Linked DNA regions of Sus scrofa: region 1 is linked to region 2. Evidence: chromatin contacts called from public HiChIP or PLAC-seq data. All regions are on one chromosome and are shown on one strand. Each heading gives the region's core, a stretch centred on a gene start, on an enhancer-like site or on the middle of the called end of the contact. The rest is flanking DNA. Distances are from core to core; before and after follow the strand shown. Region 1 has its middle 44 kb from the start of JADE1. Region 2 holds the start of PGRMC2 (progesterone receptor membrane component 2).

What was found. HiChIP or PLAC-seq counts read pairs in DNA pulled down with a chosen protein or histone mark.
Region 1: an H3K27ac HiChIP or PLAC-seq map of skeletal muscle shows a contact between it and region 2. The contact joins the enhancer-like site here to the promoter of PGRMC2 in region 2. A contact is called at or near these places in 1 of 5 promoter capture datasets (liver), 6 of 47 Hi-C or Micro-C datasets (embryonic fibroblasts, fetal heart ventricle, fetal liver and 2 more) and 2 of 2 datasets of contacts at active chromatin or transcription factors (alveolar macrophages and skeletal muscle).

The regions. Positions count from the first base shown.
Region 1 is chr8:96,606,181-96,610,659 of Sscrofa11.1, forward strand. No RefSeq gene overlaps it. Among named protein-coding and RNA genes, the nearest start is that of JADE1, 44 kb to the left of the region's middle. Within about 2 kb of position 2,246, at least 11 of the 83 cell types and tissues checked have an H3K27ac peak or open chromatin away from gene starts, as enhancers often do. A contact at or near this core is called in skeletal muscle, where this site is marked.
Region 2 is chr8:96,690,066-96,694,114 of Sscrofa11.1, forward strand. PGRMC2 (progesterone receptor membrane component 2) reads left to right here and starts at 2,758. Exons shown (of 4, transcript NM_001097521.2): 1 at 2,758-2,931; 2 at 2,934-3,199. The coding sequence starts at 2,783. It overlaps LOC102166663 (a long non-coding RNA gene), which reads right to left and starts at 3,503. Exons shown (of 5, transcript XR_002346425.1): 1 at 3,375-3,503.

The DNA.
Region 1 (4,479 bases), core at 996-3,495, 84 kb before region 2:
AATTTCTGTATCCTTACAAGGGCAAGATACAAGGTCTTTACCCATTCTCATTTCTGGAGTCAAAATGTGTCATAAAACATATACATACATTTCATGTGAAAGCATCTCCTTTTTTCCCTCAAACATTGTTATTATTACAATTATGCATCAACATTTGCAAACTGTGGAGTTCCCTTCATGGCTCAGCAGTTAACAACCTGACTAAGATCCATGAGGATGCAGGTTTGATCCCTAGCCTCGTTCAGTGGGTTAAGGATCTGGCTTTGCCATGAGCTGTGGTGTAGGTCACAGATGCTGCTTGGATCCTGCATTGCTATGGTGTTGTTGTAGGCTGGTGGCTACAGCTCCAATTCAACCCCTAGCCTGGGAATATCCATATGCCGCGGGTGCAGCCCTAAAATAGCAAAAAAAAAAAAAAAAAAAAAAATTGCAAACTGCTTAGAATTCAACCCAAATAAAGACAATACATTCCTCTGAATTCCCTTGGTATTATGTATGTCCCGCTATTGTTATTTTTTTAATCACTTGTTTTCCTATCTGTCTCTGTTCTTAAGTCTATAAATGCCTTAAAGCCATTTGTTTTCATATCTGTCTCCCCTGCCAGTCTGTAAATTTCTTAAGGGATGGAACTTTGTTTTGTTTATCTTTGTAGCCTTAGCAAAATGCTCAGTCTGTGAAATATAGTAGATAATCAACAAATATTTAAATGGATGGAATGAGGGGTGGACAGATAGATGGAATCCTCAGAGACTTTGTGAAGAAGCAGGTGCTTGACCAAATCGAACCTGAATTTCTTGTTTTTATGATGTAATCTTTTCACTAGATAACATGTTGAGAGACTATAAAAATGACAATACAATTAACCAACTTCTCCCACTCCTTTTCCCCTTTGTAGTTCCACCTAGCCATTCAAAGGGCAGAAAAAGAATCCCAGCCTTCTCCATCCAACCATTTTCTTTACAGATAAGCATGTTTCTTCAAAAGGATTAGTTAGTTTCAAGTATAGGGGCTTTTAAAAGTACCTTTTAATTTTCTCTTGGAGAGTCCAACTTTTCTGACCATTGCAATACTGATAATAATAATAATAAAAATAGCTGACATTTATTGAAAGGTATTCCAAGCCAGGTACTGTTTTATGGTTTTACTTATACTGTTTCATTTTATCCTCATCATGGCCCTATAAGGCGCAGACAGGCTAAGGTGCCCACCAAGGTAAGACAACTAATAAGTGTCAGAGCCAGAATTTGAACTCAAACAATCTACATTCAGAGCACTACTTCTTTAATCTAGTCGCTTTGATAAAATCACTACATTTTTCTTATGTAGCTATTTTGAGGGCTTTATTCTTAATTATCAACCACTTTCATTCCATCACAGATGTGAAATATTTCAAATATGTTGATGCAAATTATTATGCAGGATATATTTAGGAAGTAATTTTTATCCCTAAATTAATCCCATGAAATGGGATAGACGTCTATTATGAAGAATCTTTGAAATGAGAGCTCAGATGGGAAATAGAACAGGAAAGCACACGGAAACCCAAGGTGCTGATTGTCTTTGCTGACTGTGACTGTACTGGCCAGCAGTTGCCCCTCAGAGGGAGCAGTGACATCACAGGGGATAATCCATTCAGTGTAAGATAACAGTCTTGATTAAATTTTTAAAAGGAAGAAAAGGAAAGTGTAGCCTCTGTACTGCCTACTTGAAGGTTACAACATAGGCAAGAGGTTGGTATTTTCTCTCACTGGCTGTTGAAATGTATCATATAACTTGTGCCTATTTAGGAATCAAGTTAAGGAAGGGAATTCCTACCTATGAATTCCTGGTAGCTGGGTTTATTAACATCTTGGGACATTAATGTTCTTTCTAACCTAATTATTCATGCTATTTTCAATCACAGATTGTGTCACCACCAACCTAGTCCAAAGACTAAAGTAAAAAACAAGCCTTGGAAAATTCCAGTGGCATACTCATCAAAGAGGGATATGACCTTCAAGAGAGTCACTGAAATGCTTCCTCAAAGTCGGAGCATTCTCTGTTCCTCACATGCAAACCCAAGCATTCCCAACTCAGACTATATTTGCAATTTCAAATTCTTTACTCACCCCCACCTGCTTGGCAAAAGACTTTCCCTACTGGAACGTGCCACAACTTGTAGAAAGAACGCCATCCACTTAAGAACACTGCATTGACAGTGGTCATGAATAAGTTGTGCCAGGTGTTCACATGTCATGAATACCAGCCATGTTTGGTTATTTATAACACAAAGTCAGGACAATGGAATGCTGAGTCTTATGGGCTGCTTATCTGGTTGCTGTGTTGTATTTTAACTCATATCACAGACTAATTAAAGGCACTAAAAAGTATAACCTTTGGCTCATATTTTCAAAGGGGAGAGAAAGAAGGAGTTCAAAATGTACTGAATATCTAGTAAAGGCTAGGCCTTGTGCTGGAAGCTTTACTTATGTTACCTCTCTAATTCCCACTACAATCATATGAATGAGGTATTACTGTCCCCATCTTGCAGATAAGGAAACATAACCTCTGAAGGATTAAATTTCTTGCCCAGATAAGTGGTAAAGCCAGGATGGGAAACAGGACTGTGAAAACGCAAATTCCATATTTATTTTCACTACCCAATCAAAATTTCCCCTACATTGCCTAGTCAAGGACCAGGAGCATGAGAATAATGGTTTAAAAGATACAGCTTCTGCAGCTGGGATTCCTGGGTGTTTAATTTGCTCCATCATTCTAGGTGTATGACCTCGTCAAGTTACTTAAGCTCTCTAAACCTCAGTTTATCTTTAAAAAATAGAGATCACTAGAGTTCTCTTGTGGCACAGAGGGTTAAGGATCTGGTATTATTATAGCAGCTTGGGTCACTGCTGTGGTGCAGGTTCAATTCCTGGCCTGGGCATGGCCAAAAAAAAAGTAGAGCTCATTACAATGCTACCTCATAAACTTCAAAAATTTGATGACAGGAGTTCCCATCGTGGTGCAGTGGTTAACGAATCCGACTAGGAACCATGAGGTTGAGGGTTCGATCCCTGGCCTTGCTCAGTGGGTTAAGGATCCGGCATTGCCATGAGCTGTGGTGTAGGTCGCAGATGCGGCTCGGATCCCATGTTTCTGTGGCTGTGGCATAGGCCAGTGGCTACAGCTCGGAGTAGACCCCCAGCCTGGGAACCTCCATATGCCTCGGGAGTGGCCCTAGAAATAGCAAAAAAAAAAAAAAAAAATTGACGACAACTATGACTAGGGCCATTTTCTTATCTACAAAGCCTCCTCGCCTGCTACATAGAATAATAATAAGAATAGTTAAAATTTATTGAAAACTTACCATAAGCCAGGCACTATGCTGAAGGTTTTACATGAATTATCCCATTTAGTTCCAACAATAATCCAATTAAATAATAATAGGTAACATTTCTTGAGCACCTAATATATCCCAAGATCTGTTTTAAACACTTTACTCATTTTAACTACCAAGTACTAGTAATATGCGTAATAACTGAATGGGACAGGTAATATGGTTGCTCCAGTTTTGCAAATAAGAAAATGGAAAGCTCAGAGAGAATAAGTATATTAACCATGGTCACACTGCTAGGAAAACATGAAGCCATGTTAAAAACCGAGGCATCCAGACTTATGAGTGCAGTCTTAACTTTTATACTCATGTTCCTGAACCTGGGCTAGGCCATAAAAAGTGTCTAACTATACCTGTGCTTAAAGAGCTCCCAAAGGTATTCAAGCTGTAAGACCTATACATTTAACAAGTGAGGATACCATAATAGTCTGTAGCCAAATGACCAAAATACATAAAATATACACTTGGGGTCTTAGAAGACAAATGAGAAACTGGGGATGGTGGCCTGTGGGTTCTGCGGAAGGCTTCCTAGAGAATTTGTGGTTTGCACTGAATCCGGAGGGGGTCCAATCAGTCAGGAGGTGAGGTAGAGGGGAGTGTCTCAGGAAGGAGACCCACCAAGTGCAGAGATGTAGAAGTGAGCTTTATGTGGAGAAAAATGAGAAGACTGGCCTGACAAAAGATGGGTTTCATATTGGACAAAAGAGATAAAATCAGACTTTAAGTAAGAACAAATTATAAGATTCTTGACAACAGTGATGAAAAAAATGATGAAAAATGAGAAATCATTTATAAGAGGAATTAGGAAGCATTAGATTCTTAAGGAGGAGAGTTACCTGTTAAGAGTGCACTGTGCAGCATGGCTTAGTGTAGGGAGAATAGACAGAGGCAGGGAGGAGGCTCTGGAGGTGCCCAACACAAGGCGGTGAGAGCCCTCGCTAACTAAAGTGATAGCAGCAGGAGATGGAAGCAAGAGTCCAAGCAGAGAGACCGTGAGGACAAAATCAATGGGACTCAGTAAGAAACAGATGAAGGGGACATTTAGAGAATAGGTCTGTGATGTCAGGATCTGTGTCCAGATCAGTCAACGTTATATCCCCACACAAGGC
Region 2 (4,049 bases), core at 1,508-4,007:
CTAGCAAGTGACCCGGATTTGGTAAATAAAATACAAGGAGTGGCCTGCTATGAAACCTCCGGGGTGGCTTCTTCCTATCTATTGATGTTGTCTCAACCATATGACACTTGGGACAGCTGTGTTCTCCTTAAAACCAACCTCTTTCCAATCTCGTTGTTTCCATTATTGGCATCTCCATCCTCCATTTTCTTTTACCAGGTCCTAAAGCAATTCTGACTTCTCTTAACCTTAGGATGACCACTCATTAAAATGCATCTTGAGACAATCTTATTTAACTCCTATTCTCTCAATGGAATTAATAATGCCCCTTTCACTTCCAAAAAAGTATTTCAGATTGGAGGATAGACTAAACATGGTCACTTATTTACTACTAACTAAACCTTGTTCTCTTGGCTAAAGGAAATACCTCTAAACTAGGGGTCACTAAACTATGGCCTGTAGGTTGTTTTTGTACATCTGTAAATGAAAAACTTTTTTTTTTTTTTACTTTTTGCCTTTTCTAGGGCCGCACCCACGGCACATGGAGGTTCCCAGGCTAGGGGTTGAATCGGAGCTATAGCTGCCAACCTACGCCAGAGCCACAGCAACGCGGGATCCAAGCCACGTCTACAACCTACACCACAGCTCACAGCAACGCCGGATCCTTAACCCACTGAGCAAGGTCAGGGATGGAACCCACAACCTCACGGTTCTTAGTCGGATTCGTTAACCGCTGAGCCATGATGGGAACTCCCTAAGAGTTCCCTTCATGGCTCAGCGGTTAATGAACTTAACTGGGCTCCATGAGGATGCGGGTTTGATTCCTGGCCTCGCCCAGTGGGCCAGTGGGTTAAGGATCTGGTGTTGCCATGAGCTGTGGTGTAGGTGGCAGACGTGGCTCAGACCCCTAGTTGCTGTGGCTGTGGCATAGACCAGCAGCTGCAGCTCCAATTCTACCCCTAACCTGGGAACCTCCATATGGCCACAGGTGTGGCCCTAAAACAACAACAACAACAAAAAGTTTTACATTTTTAAATGATTGGAAAAAAGTCAAAAGAATGCTATTTCATGATATCTAAAAATATATTGAAGTTTCAGTGTTCATAAAGTTTTACTGGGTACAGTCATGCTCACTCCTTTAAATACTGTCAATAGAGGCTTTCTCACTACAAGGCAGAGTTCAGTAATTATGACAAATATGCCTAAAATATTAATATCTGGCCCTTTAAAAAAAGAAAAGCCTGCAGACCCTTGCTCTCATGGCACAATTAGTTCTGTGAGCCCTCACTTCTTGCACAAATACGGAAGCCTACTAACTGGTTTCCCATTCTTTTCCCCACTCCAATCTTTCATACTAATCCCAGTAGATAATCTCTCTAGAGCTCTCATCTGTCACTTGCCCCTTCAATATCTTCAGTGGCTTCTCCAAAACCGGCAATATAAAGCCCAAGTCTACCCCTTGATACAAAAGACTAAAATTTCAGTTTTCCAGACTTTGCCCCTCTTCAGTACTTAAAGCCAAAGTGGACCACTTAGTTTCCCTAATATGCATACCATACTCCCCCACGTCTCTCCTCCATCTCATCAATTCCTCAAGATTAAACGGAAACCGTTACTCCCCTGATACAACCTTCATTCACCACAAGAGTAGTTTACAGCAGCTTGGCGGGGCGGGGCATAGACTGAGACGCAGAAAAACAGACTCAGGCCTAAGGGAGTATGTGAAATGAAGAGAGCGCGCGTGAGGTGAAAGATCCAGAATGAGGCTTCACAGGTGACACTTATACCCGAATTTTAAGGACGTGAGGCTAAGACTCTACAACGCCCAGGTAGATGAAAAGAAACTGTAAATAAAGCTAAACTAATGAATTGAAGGGCCACCTTATCCCATCTACTTCCCTACCGCCCCAGAAATTACGACTTAAGGAATAACACCTTTAGACTGAAACCTGAAAGAAAACTGGACAAGAGTAGCCTTGGCCAAAACCACTGGGGAGTGGCTACTCGTTGTCGCAGACAGCACGTAGATTCCTTTTGCCAAACAATTCCAATGCGGGTTCTATGTACACTCTCTGCGCCAGGAGACCAGCTCATCGCCAAAACTTCTGGCGGTAGCTTTGCCTGAGTGCCCACGCTCATAGCTTCCGGACGGGCGCGACGGCGTCCAAGGGGAGAGACACCCCTCACCGATTTGCGAAAGCAGTTAATACTATGCCGAGGCCTCGCACTAGCCACTCATGCCCTCAGAAAGGAATCCGGGACCGCCCCGCCTCAGCAGCAGCCTCGGCGCACGTGAAGCTCACGGGCGGAGCGACAAGAGACAGGCAACTGCTCGCGGACGCCAACCCAGGCCTGGGAAGGGAAGAGACTTTTAGGCGCACGCGCACAGCGAGGGGACTGGGCGGAGCGTGCCTTCCGAAGGGGTTGCATTGGAAAGGAGAGCGCGTGGCGCCCCGGAACCCGCGCACGCGCAGTAATTTTGCCCCGCCTATGCGCGCGCGCGTCCCGCGCAGCATCTTTTCAGGACCGCCCCTTCTACTTCAACTAGAAGAGATGACGGGCAAAAGCAGGGAAGTGTGGGGCGAGGTAGGCGGGGCGCCGCACGCGAGCGCGGCCTGCAAAAGAAGGGAGGTGGAGGAGGGATCCTAGACAACGTTACCCCGTCAACACCCAATCGGGAGCCCATCTGGCCCCGCCCCCTACCCTCACGTTATTGGCTGAGAGGCCCCCATATGGGCGGGGCCCCCGTGAGGTTGGGGCGGGCAGGGGGCGGGGAGGAGGAGGAAGGCGCTGGCGGGCAGTGATGGCGGCGGGTGATGGGGACGTGAAGCTAGGCACCCTAGGGAGTGGCAGCGAGAGCAGCAGCGACGGCAGCAGCGAGAGCCCAGGCGGCGCGGGAGAGGCAGCAGAAGGGGGCGGTTGGGCGACAGCGGCGTTGGCGCTTCTGACGGGGGCGGGGAGATGCTGCTGAACGTGGCGCTGGTGGCGCTAGTGCTGCTGGGGGCCTACCGGCTGTGGGTGCGCTGGGGGCGGCGGGGTCTGGGCGCCGGAGCCGGGGCAGGCGAGGAGAGCCCAGCCGCTTCTCTGCCTCGTATGAAGAAGCGGGACTTCAGCTTGGAGCAGCTGCGCCAGTATGACGGGTCCCGCACGCCGCGCATCCTACTCGCGGTCAATGGGAAAGTCTTCGACGTGACCAAAGGCAGCAAGTTCTACGGCCCGGGTGAGGAGTTGGAAGGGGAGGGTGAGGACCCCCTGCAGATCAAGCGCGACCCCCCTCTGATGGGAGGGCCCGTGGGCACCGGGTTAGTTTGGCAGCCTTCTCGACATCTGGACCCCCGCGCCTTGTCTGCCGCACCTGAGACAGCCCGTCCCCAACCCAGCCCAGCCGCGGGCACCTCCAGCGTTTCTCCCCCGAAGTCGGGGTCCCAGTGTTGTCCCAGGAACCAGCTCTCAGTTCTTATCTTTCTCTCTTCCCAACTCTTCTCGCAGCTTTTTCTTGTGCTGAGTTTTAAAAAATCCTTTTAGTTGTCGTCAGTCACCTTGGCCCTCAGACTGTAGCTCCTGGGATGGTAGTGGGCAGGAGAGAAGGAAAATTTCTAAAGTAGGGACCTAAAGTTTTTGGCCCTGTAATTCACAGCTTTCCTTTCTTTACTCTTTTTTTGCCACTGATGTCCCTTTTCTCTCTACTAGTACTCATAGGGCCACGTTTAGGTACACGTAGCTCCAAGTCCCAACCCTCTATGAAGTCCGGGTACATAAGCAACACTTCAACCTTAAAAAAAAATAGTTTTAGTATGGAGACGCTTTCCAAGATTAACAATGAATGTGAGATGAAGCATACCAGAATGCAGATCCTAGTAAATACTGGCAAGGGTATTCGCCCTGAGTTTTGGGGGTGGAGCTCATATACCTAGCAGGCATGCCTGTCCGGTTTCTTTCTCTTTTTCTTTTTTTTTTTTTTTTTTTTTTGGTAGTAGGAAGGCAGGTATTCAAATACACGTTGATTATGACTTATTGTATTTTCACTGAGGAAAAAAAAAGAGCTATAAATTCATACCCCCCCACCCCCA